2 separate regions of the Danio rerio genome follow, and region 2 is linked to region 1. The links are chromatin contacts, called in public HiCAR-type maps. All regions are on one chromosome and are shown on one strand. The core of a region is the stretch at or near the end of the contact, and the rest is flanking DNA. Distances in the headings are between cores, read along the strand shown.

Region 1 (6,268 bases), core at 2,640-5,139:
CAGACTTGGAAGCTATCATGCATATTAATGAAGGTGCACCGCATATACAATAGAGCGCGCTGATTGGTTTGGACCAAGTCTTGCTCATGAATAAATGCAGCACACTCCGAGACGTCATGAGGTATGTTCAATAATGTTCATGTCTGATGACTGGACAGGCCAATCCTGGAGTACCTTGACCTTCTTTGCTTTCAGGAACTTTGATGTGGAGGCTGAAGTATGATAAGGAGCACTATACTGCTGAAGAATTTGCCCTGTTTTATGGTTTGTAATGTAGTGAGCAGCACAAATTCCTCAGGCTGTTGATGTTGTCATCCACTCTGCACATCTCTCACATGCCCCCATACTGAATGTAACCCCAAACCATGATTTTTCCTTCACCAAACTTAACTGATTTCTGTAAGAATCTTGGGTCCATATGGGTTCCAACAGGTCTTCTGCAGTATTTGTGATGATTGGGTTGCAGTTCAACAGATGATTCATTTGAAAAATATACCTTCCGCCACTTTTTCAAATGATCAACTAGACGCTGAGTTCTTATTTGTTGCTCTTACATCAGGGATAGACAAATAAAAAACATGAAACCATGGAAGGCTAAGAAGAATCAGGAATGAAGAATCAGATAGATTTGTACTGGCTTTGTGTTGATTTTTGAGAGGTCTTCAGGTATCGAAAACAAACACGAGAGTACACAATACAGGATTTTTAAAAGAAATAACAGCTGTAATCTAATTAGTTACTTATTCTATAGTTATGTTTTTCTTTTTTCTTCTTGTGCAAGTATTTTCATAGTACTTACTTTGAGTATTTTAAATTGAAAAACAATATACTGAGTTTGCTATTTTTGCTATGTTATGTACAATATTTGTTTCTCTTGCTTTCAATGTTTTCTCTCCTCTCTCATATTACATCTCTGAATGACGAGAAAGAACAGGGCAGAGCTAAGTGCAAGAGGACAGAGGGATCTGAAAGAAGGACTGGAATTCATTAAGAATAAATGATTGCTAGACAATGACTTATTTAATCTCAAATGAGCACTTTGGGCCTGGAGTACTGAAGCTAGAGAAGAGAGAGAGAGATAAAGGGTAGAAGCATTAGACCTCTGAGACTTTTATAGTACTCTGATTTTCATCCCTGTACATGTCATTGAGCCGGTGTTAGCGTTTGAACTTTGCTAAGACATGTCTGATTGTTCTTTAATTTGTCCACCAATCAGACCTTTTTCAAATATTTCTGAGCGCTCTGTGTGTAATAACGATAATTAAGCATCTCCAGGGTTTTACCATTGGCTGTTCTGTGAATTTTTATGCAGAAGGTCTGATTGGCAGAGGGAAATATCTTTTGTTGTTGATAGGGATGGGCGGTATTTTATTGTGTGCAATATACCGGTAAAATTTGCCCCTAGGTAAAAAAAAAATGCGTAATACAATAAAAACTATAATTGATCTGTGCAATAATTTACTATTGTGATAGCATGGTGGCTCAGTGGTTACCTCTCACCTCACAGGAAGAAGGTCACTGGTTCGAGTCCTGAGTTTCTTCCAGTGCTTTGGTTTTCTTTACAGTCCAGAGACATGCGATACAGGTAAATTGAATAAACTAATTTGGCCGTAGTGTATGAGTGTGTGTGAATGCAAGTGTATGGGTGTTTCCCAGTGCTGGGTTGTGACTGAAAGAACATCCCCTGCGTAAAACCATAGATGGTAAAAGATAAGGACGTAGTATCTGTGACTTCACTCTTATGTTTCTGAAGAGCCCAAATTAAGCTACAAGTAGGCGTGGCCAATCGTCACCATTTTGTTCACGCGTCATCACAACGACCGAGGGGGACCAAACAAAGGAAAAGAAGCAGAGTGTCAGAGGAGCTACAGACGCCTGCTAGGATTTTGCGTAGAAAGGCTTTTCTTTGGGAGAAATGCTTAATTCTTCATTACCTGTGACTCATTTGTGTTCTGACCACATGTACTTGGTTGTATACTATATCAATAAAGTGTTTAGTTTTTTAAAAACACTGTTGTAACACATTAAACATTGTACTTATGACATTTTTCTACAGGAGGAAAACATAAATTTCTTCCAAATGCTTCAAATATAGTCTGGGAAGTGGAGGCAACTTGAATGATTTGTGAGCACAATTAAGTACACACAGCATGCCATATTATCTGAAAATTGTAGGAAATAATTCCAAAAAGGCAACTGACTGTGTAAAGCAACATAAAACAAAACAAAAATATGATGTATATGGTGAACTCAGCGGCTAATCAGTTGGAATCAGCTGAGGTGAAGTGACTGCCACCAGCAAGACCTATGTCAATCAGGTGGCCACGCCCTTAATTATGCAGACTTTATATAACTTAATATAAAAGAAACAGATGTAATGTAGGGTAATATTAGGGTAATATTAGCTATATGCACTAAAGCCATCTTTTGTACCAGGCTGTAAACATGTTTTTATCAGCTGTAAAATTGACCTATTTAGCATTGCAGTCAGTGAACATCTGATCTTCCTGGAGCCAGCCCCCAAAGGCCAGTCGATGAATTGCAGTTTCAGTCACTTCTGTATTGGCTTCATGAGGGAGAGCGAGATGTTGCCGCTTACTTAAAACATATGCCGGAATAGTTGGCATAATTTATACTGTAATGCTTATAAATACCCAGAATAACTTGAACACAAAAAAATTAGATATTGCTACAAGCGTTTGTTTATTTTCTTCAAATTGCTCTATTTATCTGTTTCTATCTTCTTTATCCTCATGCAGGGATAGCTGACCACAGCCAATGTCTTCTTCAGTAACCCATATGTGGAGGTTTTGTACAAGGGCGCCTTCTAGTGTCAAGTATGAATGACACAGAAAGCATTTTAAAGTTTGATCGAGATCCTAAACTCTGCCCACTATCCCGCAAAGTCCATTACCTGCTTTAGCAGATCTGCATATATATTTTATATGATACTAAAAAGTTTGATCAGCTGCTTCAGTGTTTATTTATGTTTGAGCTCTGCAGGAAAGTGGGCATGTAGAAGGGCTGGGCCGATAAACAATATCGAATCGCAATAATTTATGTCGATAACGATGATAAGCTGTCGACAATTTTACTTAATATTGATCCTAAGAGCCAATCACACAGCAGAACTATGCAAGAGGAATCTATAATTGTGTTGATATTAGAGATTCACTAATTTTCTTGATCTCTGAAATTTATCGTCCGAAAAAGTTCATGCTGTGTCACCCAATATTGTTTAGCATGCTCTCTCCACTTCTCTGTCAGCAGTATCTGCCTTCAGTCATGGTTGGGATACACTTTTAAAGGTGGAAGCATTACATCTTACATTAAAATGTTTATTGTTATCGTTCAATATAGAAAATAATTATCGAGATTGCATTTTTGCCATGTTGCCCAGCCCTAGCATGTATAAAAATAAATGTATAACAATAAAAAACATAAAAATTTAAATAAATTTAAATAATGTATAAAAATAAAAATTAAAAACATAAAAATTTAAACTTTTCTCTAAAAAGACTGGATTTTTTATTAATCTCTCAGTGGATATGTATAAATGATTGTCAAAATTATCATTATCTCAATAAGTACCATAAAATATTGTGATATAATTTTGAGGCCATATCACCCATCCCTAGTCCTGGAATGTTTTTGTGGCCTTTTCTGTTATTTTCTTCTTTGGAAGAATTGTTTTGTCTGTTTACCGGAATATCTGAAGACGCTATCCATCTCCTCTGCTGGGCCCCTTTTCTCTCTCTTTCTTTATGCGTTTGGCAGAAAGAATCAGGAGTACTGGCACCAGTCAGGCCAGGAACTGAAGATGCGGGAGAGTGGATGCCAGGCTGCCCGGGCCAAGCCACTCACTAGGGCATTGTTTTGCTCTGACAGAGGATTATTGTGTGTATGTGTGTGCATGCATTTGTACATCAGTGTGTATCTGTGCTGTCAACAGACCTCCTCCTTAACCCTAACACCCTCCCCCCGCTGTGTCTGAAAGCATCCTGCCATACGGATAAAGAGATGCAGAAGGAAGGACAGTCTCAAAAGGCCCACTCCCCTGCCAAAATCTGGTGTGTGTGTGTGTGTGTGTGTGTGTGTGTGTGTGTGTGTGTATGTGTATGTGTATGTGTGTGAATAGTTTCCTCTTATCTGTCTTTACACCTTTTTTTGCATCTCCACTTCAGTAGGATCCTGTGCTGAAGAAACACTCTCTTGATTCCGCTTATAAGTGTTTTCTGTTTTTCACACAGTTGCTTCACAAATCTTCGTGTCTTGCTTAATTTGCTGTTTTTCTGATCTGCTTTGAACAAATAGGGTAGAATCTGACTTGTGTTTTAGATTATTTTGTGTATTCATTTGTAATATTTAAATAATTTTCACTATAATAATAAAGAATAAAGTTATGTACCATATTTTCGGTTTACTGGGTCACTGGGTCAAAATCACTACGTTTTTTACGAGAGAATAAAAAATATAAGTTGCAGTGAGATGCAGTGACAACTGAATTTTTGAAATTGAGACATAAATTACAGTCGCTACTGTGCAAAACAAAATGTTTACAAGCATTACAGTATGTTTTAGTTTTAGTTCTCCTTCATCCATAACCAAATTTTCGGATTCAATGTTATTTTGCAGTGATATTACAATATACATGAAACAGTAACAAAATGAATTTAGGTCCATGTTAGCTAGTAAATTAACTGTTACAAGTGAACATTTTTGTTCCTGTAAAAACAAACAGAAGTAATTGTGAATTCATTTATAAATAATTATTTTCAACCTCCAACCTGAACAGATTTATTTAGAACAAAACTGTCATTTAAATAGTGTAAAGTCTCTCATTCAGCACCAGTCCAAATCTAAGCTTTGCTTGCTTGATATTAATTCCATTAGTCTAGCTTTTGACTATTAATGATGATTTTACTTATATTAATGTTTCATATTAATAGTTAGCAAGCTAGTTGTTAAGTTTAGATATGGATCAAGAGTTCTAAAGAAATACAAGCCAATAATATGCATGTTAATAAGCAGCTAGCTGGCCAGCAGCTAGCTGTCTACCACCCTTACATGGTTGTCCACTGAAGCTAAAAAGGGCTTGGATGTCAGTACCTGGATGGTAGACTAAATGGAAAAGGTATGTTGCTGCCGGAAGTAGTGTAAGTGAGACCAGCATGGGGTGCTCAACCAGGGTCCTACCGCCCCAGTATATTGATGAGCACTCTCTTTAGGATGAGACATTAAACCGAGGTCCTGACCCTGTGTGGTTGTTAAAAATCCGAAAAATAGTAGGGGTGTAATGGTTGTCGCTAGATTGGATACTGTTGCGGCTGGAGATTAACAAAAACTATTTGTATTATTTATTACATTTCTCTCTTATTGTATTTATTAACTTCTACCCCAAACCCAACTGTCACAGTAACGTAAAAACAGTATTTGTACCGAGTATTATGTATGCTATCTATTAAATTACCAAATTAATTGTAATTTTTATTGTCTGCCCACTAGCTGGCCACTAGCCTCTGTCCATCATAGCCTCTTAAACATGTTATTCATCACTCTGTCTCCTCTCCACCAATCAGCTGGTGTGCTTTTGTGTTATCCCCAAAAATGTGTAAAGCGTATTTCAGTTTTACAATTGCGCTCTATTCGTAAGATTGCAAGTTTTAATTAATTTATTTATTTTTAATATGTATTGTACAATACACCAAGTACAATATGCAACTAACAAAAATGGAAATGTGTATTTACAAGTTGGATAAAACAAAGTGAACAAGAAGCATATGTTCTGAAATAGTTAAGCCGAAATAAAACTTCAAACTTTGAATTTATTTATTAACTTCAAGTACATTAGTTAGTGAAGACATGCATTAGCTTAAGAGGTGTTATATAACTGAAATGTATGTCTGTGCATGTCAAAGTGTATTTCAGTGCATGTGTGTGTGGGCTTAGGTTTCTGAGCTGATGAGTGGTTGAGTCAATGAAACTGAATGAGTGGCTTTAAGCAGATCAGACTATCACAGCATGTCTGACACTCTCATCAGTGCTGTGACTTCAGTCTGAGATCTCTGCTCCTATTAAACACACACGTTGACTCATTCATGAAAGCAGTAACTAGACATTATAAAGCTATTATTATAATAGCAATTACAATGTTGCAGAAAAACAGGCAATAATGTGCATACACAAATAACAAATAATGTTGTTACTATTATAGACAACTATAGAATCTACATTGGCTGTCATTGAAATAGAGTGCTCTGATTAAATT
Region 2 (6,268 bases), core at 2,739-5,238, 210 kb before region 1:
ATATGTATGACCATGAGTAAGAGAGTTTTGTTTAAAGGCAAGTGAAGGTCCAGTTTAACATCAAGCTGGAAGTGAAAAAAGCCCATGTGCATGTGGTTTGTGCAGAGAATGAGGAAATGGTTGCAAAACCACTACTAAAACAATTTTTTTTTTGCCACCTTTGCACTTGATTCAGTCATTTTAAATGCTTAGATGGCCAGATGGAATTCTGTTTTCAAAACATGCTAATAAAAATATATAATCTTAAAGCATTTTTTTAACTTCACAGATAAATTAAATTGTTTCTGAGTTGCAGTAGGTTGCATTTGAGTCCTTTATATTTTGCATGAAAAGTACGCTAACGGTCAAAAGTTTGGGGCCAGTAGGATTTTTAAATGTTTTAAAATAAGCTTCTCCTGCTCACCAAGCTACATTTATTTAATCAACAATTCAGTACAAATTGTAAAATTGTGAAATGTTATTGCACAATAAAATAACTGTTCAAAAGTAGTTTAGCATTTAATTTAACGATTTATTCCAGTAATTTTAAAGATGAAATTTTAGCTTTATTACTCATTAAGCCTTTAGAGTCATATTATTATTATTATTATTATTATTATTATTATTGTTATATTGTTAAGGTAATAGTAATGAAAGCATGACTGGAGTAATAATTTCATTTCAAACTACATAAAATAAGAAATCAGTTATTTAAAATTTTATTAAACATTTAAGAATTGATTTTTTTTTTTTTATTAATGCTGCCTTGATGAACAGAATTATTTTCAAAAAAAAAAAAAAATTTTTTTTTAAAAACTGACCCCAAACTTTTGATCAGTAGTATATATTCAAATATAATTTGGATATAATTTTATTCAGTTATGCTGCAAAATGTATTTAACATGATGTAATGCAACCATAGTGTAAAATCATAGTTTTATTTTAAAGATTTTTATAGTTTCTTCCAGTTTGATGACATAAATATGATATAAATTAACATAACATAATAGTCTGTTAAAATCAATCACCTAAATTACAAAGAAAAATATTCTGAAACACTGAATAGGAAATTGCATTGATTACAGATGTTATTTTAATTTACTGGGTAATGCAAGCTTGGGTTTAATAAAGTTGTCAGCTTGAGGACCTCAAAAGTATTAGGGACTTTCAGACCACCACTCTAGTGTAAAAAAGAAAAAGAAAAAAGCATACACAACATACAAACTTTGGATGAAATCTTTGGGGACAGCTTCAAGTCCAGAGGAATGTTTCATCTAGTTTTAATGGATGTTTGGACACAATTTAACACAGACATTTGGCTTTAAAAGGATGTGTTCAATAGCAAAACAAGATCCAGTATCGGATTGTTCCGGTCAAGGGTGAGTGTTTGGCTTATATGTCAGGCTTGGCACAAGTACAATGAATGCTGAAAAGCTTTACTTTCAACAATCCGTTTCATGATGAGCATGTTTCACAAAATGTGTTGCTCTTTAGGATTGCTAACATCTCTGAGAATGATTGCTGATAAAAGTTGCTTGTCTGCCTTGTTGGTCAGAGGGACAACAGACGATTGTCTGTTAACTGGACAAAAGGTCACTTTAGCTGATTATTTGTAACTTCCAGTGAATTATGAGTCAGATAGTATTCACTACAAATAGTTCACCAGTAAAACTTTCTGACTCCTTGCCCATTTTCTACATTTGTTGCAAGCATAGAAAGTGTTATATCTGAACCATATGTTGCTCACAAGTATTGTTCACCCTTTGATTAAACTGTGAGCATTTGCATCTTTATTTAAACTTCATTTTTTATTCCATCTGCTTTATAAAGGTTCCTTGAATAATAGAGGATCCCACGCATACAAACTATTGATTCCTGCAATATACATTGCAAGTTAAAGCAGAATTTCCACAGCCAAGCAATCCTTGCTGTCATAAAGCATTCACATGTAGCATGTCATGAACAACAATGCTGTGAAGGATAGACGCACAAGCTTAAAGATTGTTAAAAAATGATTTCACAAAAAAAAAAAATTCATATTCCAAAAGCAGTATTTGCTATTTTAGTTTTTGAATAATGATTACTCCGTTTACAAGCATATTTAATGTGTAAATTATTTTCTGTTAGTATCTCAATGTCTGCAATCATAATAAATATTAAAAGACTGTGTATGCTGTGAGGCTGCTGTATATTAAAATCATTTACAGGATTCGTGTGGGTGCTGGAAATCCTTGAAAATGCATGCATTTTAGTCTGGAGGTTTCACGGTCTGAATAAGTAAATTACGATTTCAGTGATTGAATAATGCATGAAAAATAAATATTTTATATTGAAATATATAAATGACACATTTAAGAGTAAATGACATTTAAAACAATAATTGACCGTAATTCAAAGCTGAACTCTGGGCTAACATCACAAACTTACTTTGGAATACTATACAGTAAAGTCTATATTAGATACGTCGCCAGCCTGATGTGCGATATGCACATCAATATAGTAGCCTTTTTTTATGACACTGTATAACAATACTTAATATTTTTACAGTTCTGTGACGGTTGAGGTTAGAGTTAGGGTGGGGGTAGGTTTTGAAAAATACAATTTATTGGGTAATTTGATAGATAGCATAAATAATACTGGGTACAACTACTGTGTTACATTACAGTGTTGGTTGGGTTTAGGGTTGGGGGGGAGTAGACGTTAATAAAATACAAAAAATGGGAAATTTTATAAGTAATATGAATAATTCTCATTAACTTCCGGTCGCATCCATATAAGATCTAGCAACAACCGTAATATACTGTACAATAATATATATAGCATCTGATCCAATATAATGAAATATGTATGTGAATGTCATTTGTCACACTTGTAATGTTATTTAGAAAATTTCCCTGGAAAGTGCTTAAAGTATTTCAAGACTTTTAAAAAGGTGTAAGCACCCTGTGTTTATTGTTTATAAATCCTTTGTGAGTGATGAAGTTTATAAGTCAAACTTGTTCGGTTGGCATAAATGTACATTTATCAAGAACAACAATGAAATTGTGTGATATTTCTTTCCCATGGCTTACAACAGCCAACTGAACACGCTGTCATTTAAAGGATAAAATGTAATGTAAATGTTTCCTACCAGTTTGCTTCATATCGTCACCAGGATCCAGAGGTATGATTTTGGATTTGCTTCATTGCCTCAATGTTTTTCTATCCCAAAGTGCTGACAGCCACTGACTTGCATTTGATGAATCACCAGATATTTATATATAATGACAATTTGATAGATTTATTTTGGTAGATTTAAATTTTCTACAATCACATATCAGTATACAATCATCTTGGATGACTTCTATTTTCATTTAGTAAACTACTCAATGGTTTGTGTGAGAGTGCGTGCTGAAAAGTAAGGTGAGGTCCAAGGAAATTCTTTATATGAACATTGTTTAGGCGCGTTTTATGCAAAGGATTTTCCGTGGGCACGGTCTCCCTCATTCAGAATCAATCCGAAGTCGTCAACCTTACACAAAGATAAGAACAAACGTGTATGTGCATGTGGTGTCAATGCTGAGGAAAATTTAGCGTGAGAACTCTTTCTACACACATAAATATGCAAATTATGTGAAATTATTAGCGAGTAAGCCTCAGTGTTCCTGCATAGTTTACAACCCCCTCATTTTCATGTGACTCAGTCGGCATATTCTGCAACTGTATAAGAACTATGTCTGATTGTGTTGTTCACAATGGCCACCGCCACAAACTGCCCCACCCTAAACTCTGGGCAGACCACAGACATTTGTTTTCAATGGCCTTTCCTGCTTCTCTTTGGCTGCTGGTAACATGCCGTTCTCTTCCTCTGTCATCTTCTGTCCCTCAACCCATTACTCTCCTTCCCTCCACCGCCCTTGACTTGTTCACTGCTCTGAAAGCCCCAAGTTCTCTTTCCACTGGCCCGTGGTCAGACCCGAGAGTGCTGGCCACAGTAACCGCTCTCAAAGCAAAAGCACCATTTCCTCTTTATGAAACCACACCAACCCCTCTACTAGTCTTGTGACACAGCAGTTAACATAACACATGCCGTCCAAGCCAGAGATGTTTTGCGGACAGAACCTCATACCCTGTTGGCCATTAATGTCCCTGAAAATCAATGTTGTTGTATTAATTTTCAGAACAGCGTTTGGTCTGGTTGTACTGATTGCTTTGGGTCAGTCAGCCTGACTGTGTTATGTGGTTTGCAAGAAGCAGCAGTAGGTCTGTGTGTGCATGCGGAAATGGAGGATGTGTTTAAAGATGCCCCCACGGCGCACTGCGGCTGGTTGGATAACAGATTTAATGTAATGGTTTGTGTAGGAGGCCTCTGGGCAAGCAGCCCAGGCAGGGGAGACAATTAGACTGGCCCCCCATTTCAGATGTGTTTTTTCCTGAGGGCAAGTGCAGTGTGTGAGTGTTTGTGTGCATAAATAGTTCATATACATTAGCATATTAGATGTATATCAAAGTATAAGAGGTGGAATAATGACCAAGTGAGTGGAATGTGTTGTCACTGATAGCCAGACCTCGAGTGTTCATGGGGGAGATTCATTTAACATCCATCTCTTCCCCTCTAGCCACAATCCCCTCTTCGCAATATCCTGTAAAAGGGGGAATAGAGCGAAAGAGAAAAGAAAAACAGGAAGGATCAAGTCCCTCATTTCCCATTTCTTGCAACATATTGCTTTTACATTCCCCTCTTCTGTTCCCATGGCTTTGAGAAGAGATGGAACAAAGGGCTGTAGCTTAAAACCATACAGATAGACAAACATGTAGCCGTAAGACGAGCAAGGGCACAGGAAGGCCTGTTTTAATGTTTTAAATGCGATACAGACATGTAATAAAGTCAGTACTGGTGGCAGTGCGTTTGATGTCAGAGTTTAAATATGAGTTGAGCTAAATACAATGAATAAATGTAGATGTTATGTCGCATATTGAGGTTTTAGATTTATATATATAAAGAGATTTTAGAGGGTTGTAGTCTCATGTTTATAGATGTGTAAGATCTGGATAATTTAAGCAAGGCAGACATCTTTTGGGGTTGTCTGTCATCGTCGCTGAACATATTTGTTTCCGTTCTGTCTGTTTCTGTCAGAGTTGTTTTTCCTGCATTGATCATGCAGATGGAAGATTCTTTGCTTTTTCATTGTATTTTAATGGAAAGGCACAATGAAAAACACCTGTATCTGGTTCTACTCATGTGAAGAACAAACGTCACGTTTTGTTTTTTTGATATACTGGCATGATGAAATTTGTGTACTATCCTGTTTGCTGAAAGAGATTTTGAGTGAATACATTAAAGTTAAACCCATTTCTAATGATAATCAGCTTTTTTTTTTTATTCATTCAATCACCAAAATATTTGGTTGAAATGCAAAGACTATTCAGTTTCGGCCACAATAATGTTTGACTGAAACCATGCTTAGTTCACAGTATGCATTTCTCTGGATAATTTTAACATCTGTTTCACATCACTTTTATTCTCCTTTGTCCAAAGAGTCATAATTGCTCTGTACATCTGACATTAATATGCATTTTCGTGCATTTATCTGGCTAACATGTCGTCATTATGGGATATTTTATAAGAAAGCGCACCAAAACAAGGTACCTACATTTTGCTACTTTGAGAACACACAGATTACAATTAAAGTCATTTCAGGAGTTCACACTTAGCTGATGATTGATAATAAGGCGTGTCTGGCATGCTGTCCTGTGACAGCCCTGAGCTCAGAAGATCCTCGAGCTAGAGGCTTCCTCTGTTTCGTAGAGCAATAGGGGAGTCTGAGCTCAGGTAGGTCTCTCAAACTCTTCTGAATTCTTTCTTTTGACCTGTTTTTTGATTGGTAGAGTTTGTGCATTGAAAGCTAAGTACTAAATGCTCTTATACGGTGCCAATTTGGTTTATTCAATTCACTTGTATCGCTTGTCTTTGGACTGTGGGAGGAAACGAGCACAGGGAAAACATGTAAACTCCACACAGAAACGCTAACTGGCCCAGCTGAAACTCGAGCTGGTGACGTTCTTGCTGTGAGGCCACAGTGATAACCACTGAGCCGCCGTGCCACCCTGTCTTCGAATAATCTATGAAAGAGGGGGAGGAGTAGGGGTGGTTAGGGGGGATTCTTCAAGATTACCTAACTAGAGTATGAAAGACAGTTTTTTTATAGTGAGTTTGGATTCATCTGCTTGGTAAATCATGTCATAGCTTATACTGGACCAGCCGTGGTCAATCATAAGCATGTGATTCTCTTGAAATGAGTTTATAAAA

What was found. HiCAR-type assays count read pairs that join an accessible place to other places.
Region 2: a HiCAR-type map of caudal fin shows a contact between it and region 1, with 5 times the contacts expected there. The contact joins two enhancer-like sites. A contact is called at or near these places in 3 of 18 Hi-C or Micro-C datasets (caudal fin, embryo and an unstated tissue) and 1 of 4 datasets of contacts at active chromatin or transcription factors (caudal fin).

What each region holds. Positions count from the first base shown.
Region 1 is chr7:33,617,157-33,623,424 of GRCz12tu, reverse strand. All of the region lies in intron 1 of LOC141375393 (a long non-coding RNA gene), which reads left to right. Among named protein-coding and RNA genes, the nearest start is that of paqr5b, 110 kb to the right of the region's middle. Within about 2 kb of position 3,889, at least 12 of the 62 cell types and tissues checked have an H3K27ac peak or open chromatin away from gene starts, as enhancers often do.
Region 2 is chr7:33,831,016-33,837,283 of GRCz12tu, reverse strand. No RefSeq gene overlaps it. Among named protein-coding and RNA genes, the nearest start is that of tle3b, 94 kb to the right of the region's middle. Within about 2 kb of position 3,988, at least 14 of the 62 cell types and tissues checked have an H3K27ac peak or open chromatin away from gene starts, as enhancers often do.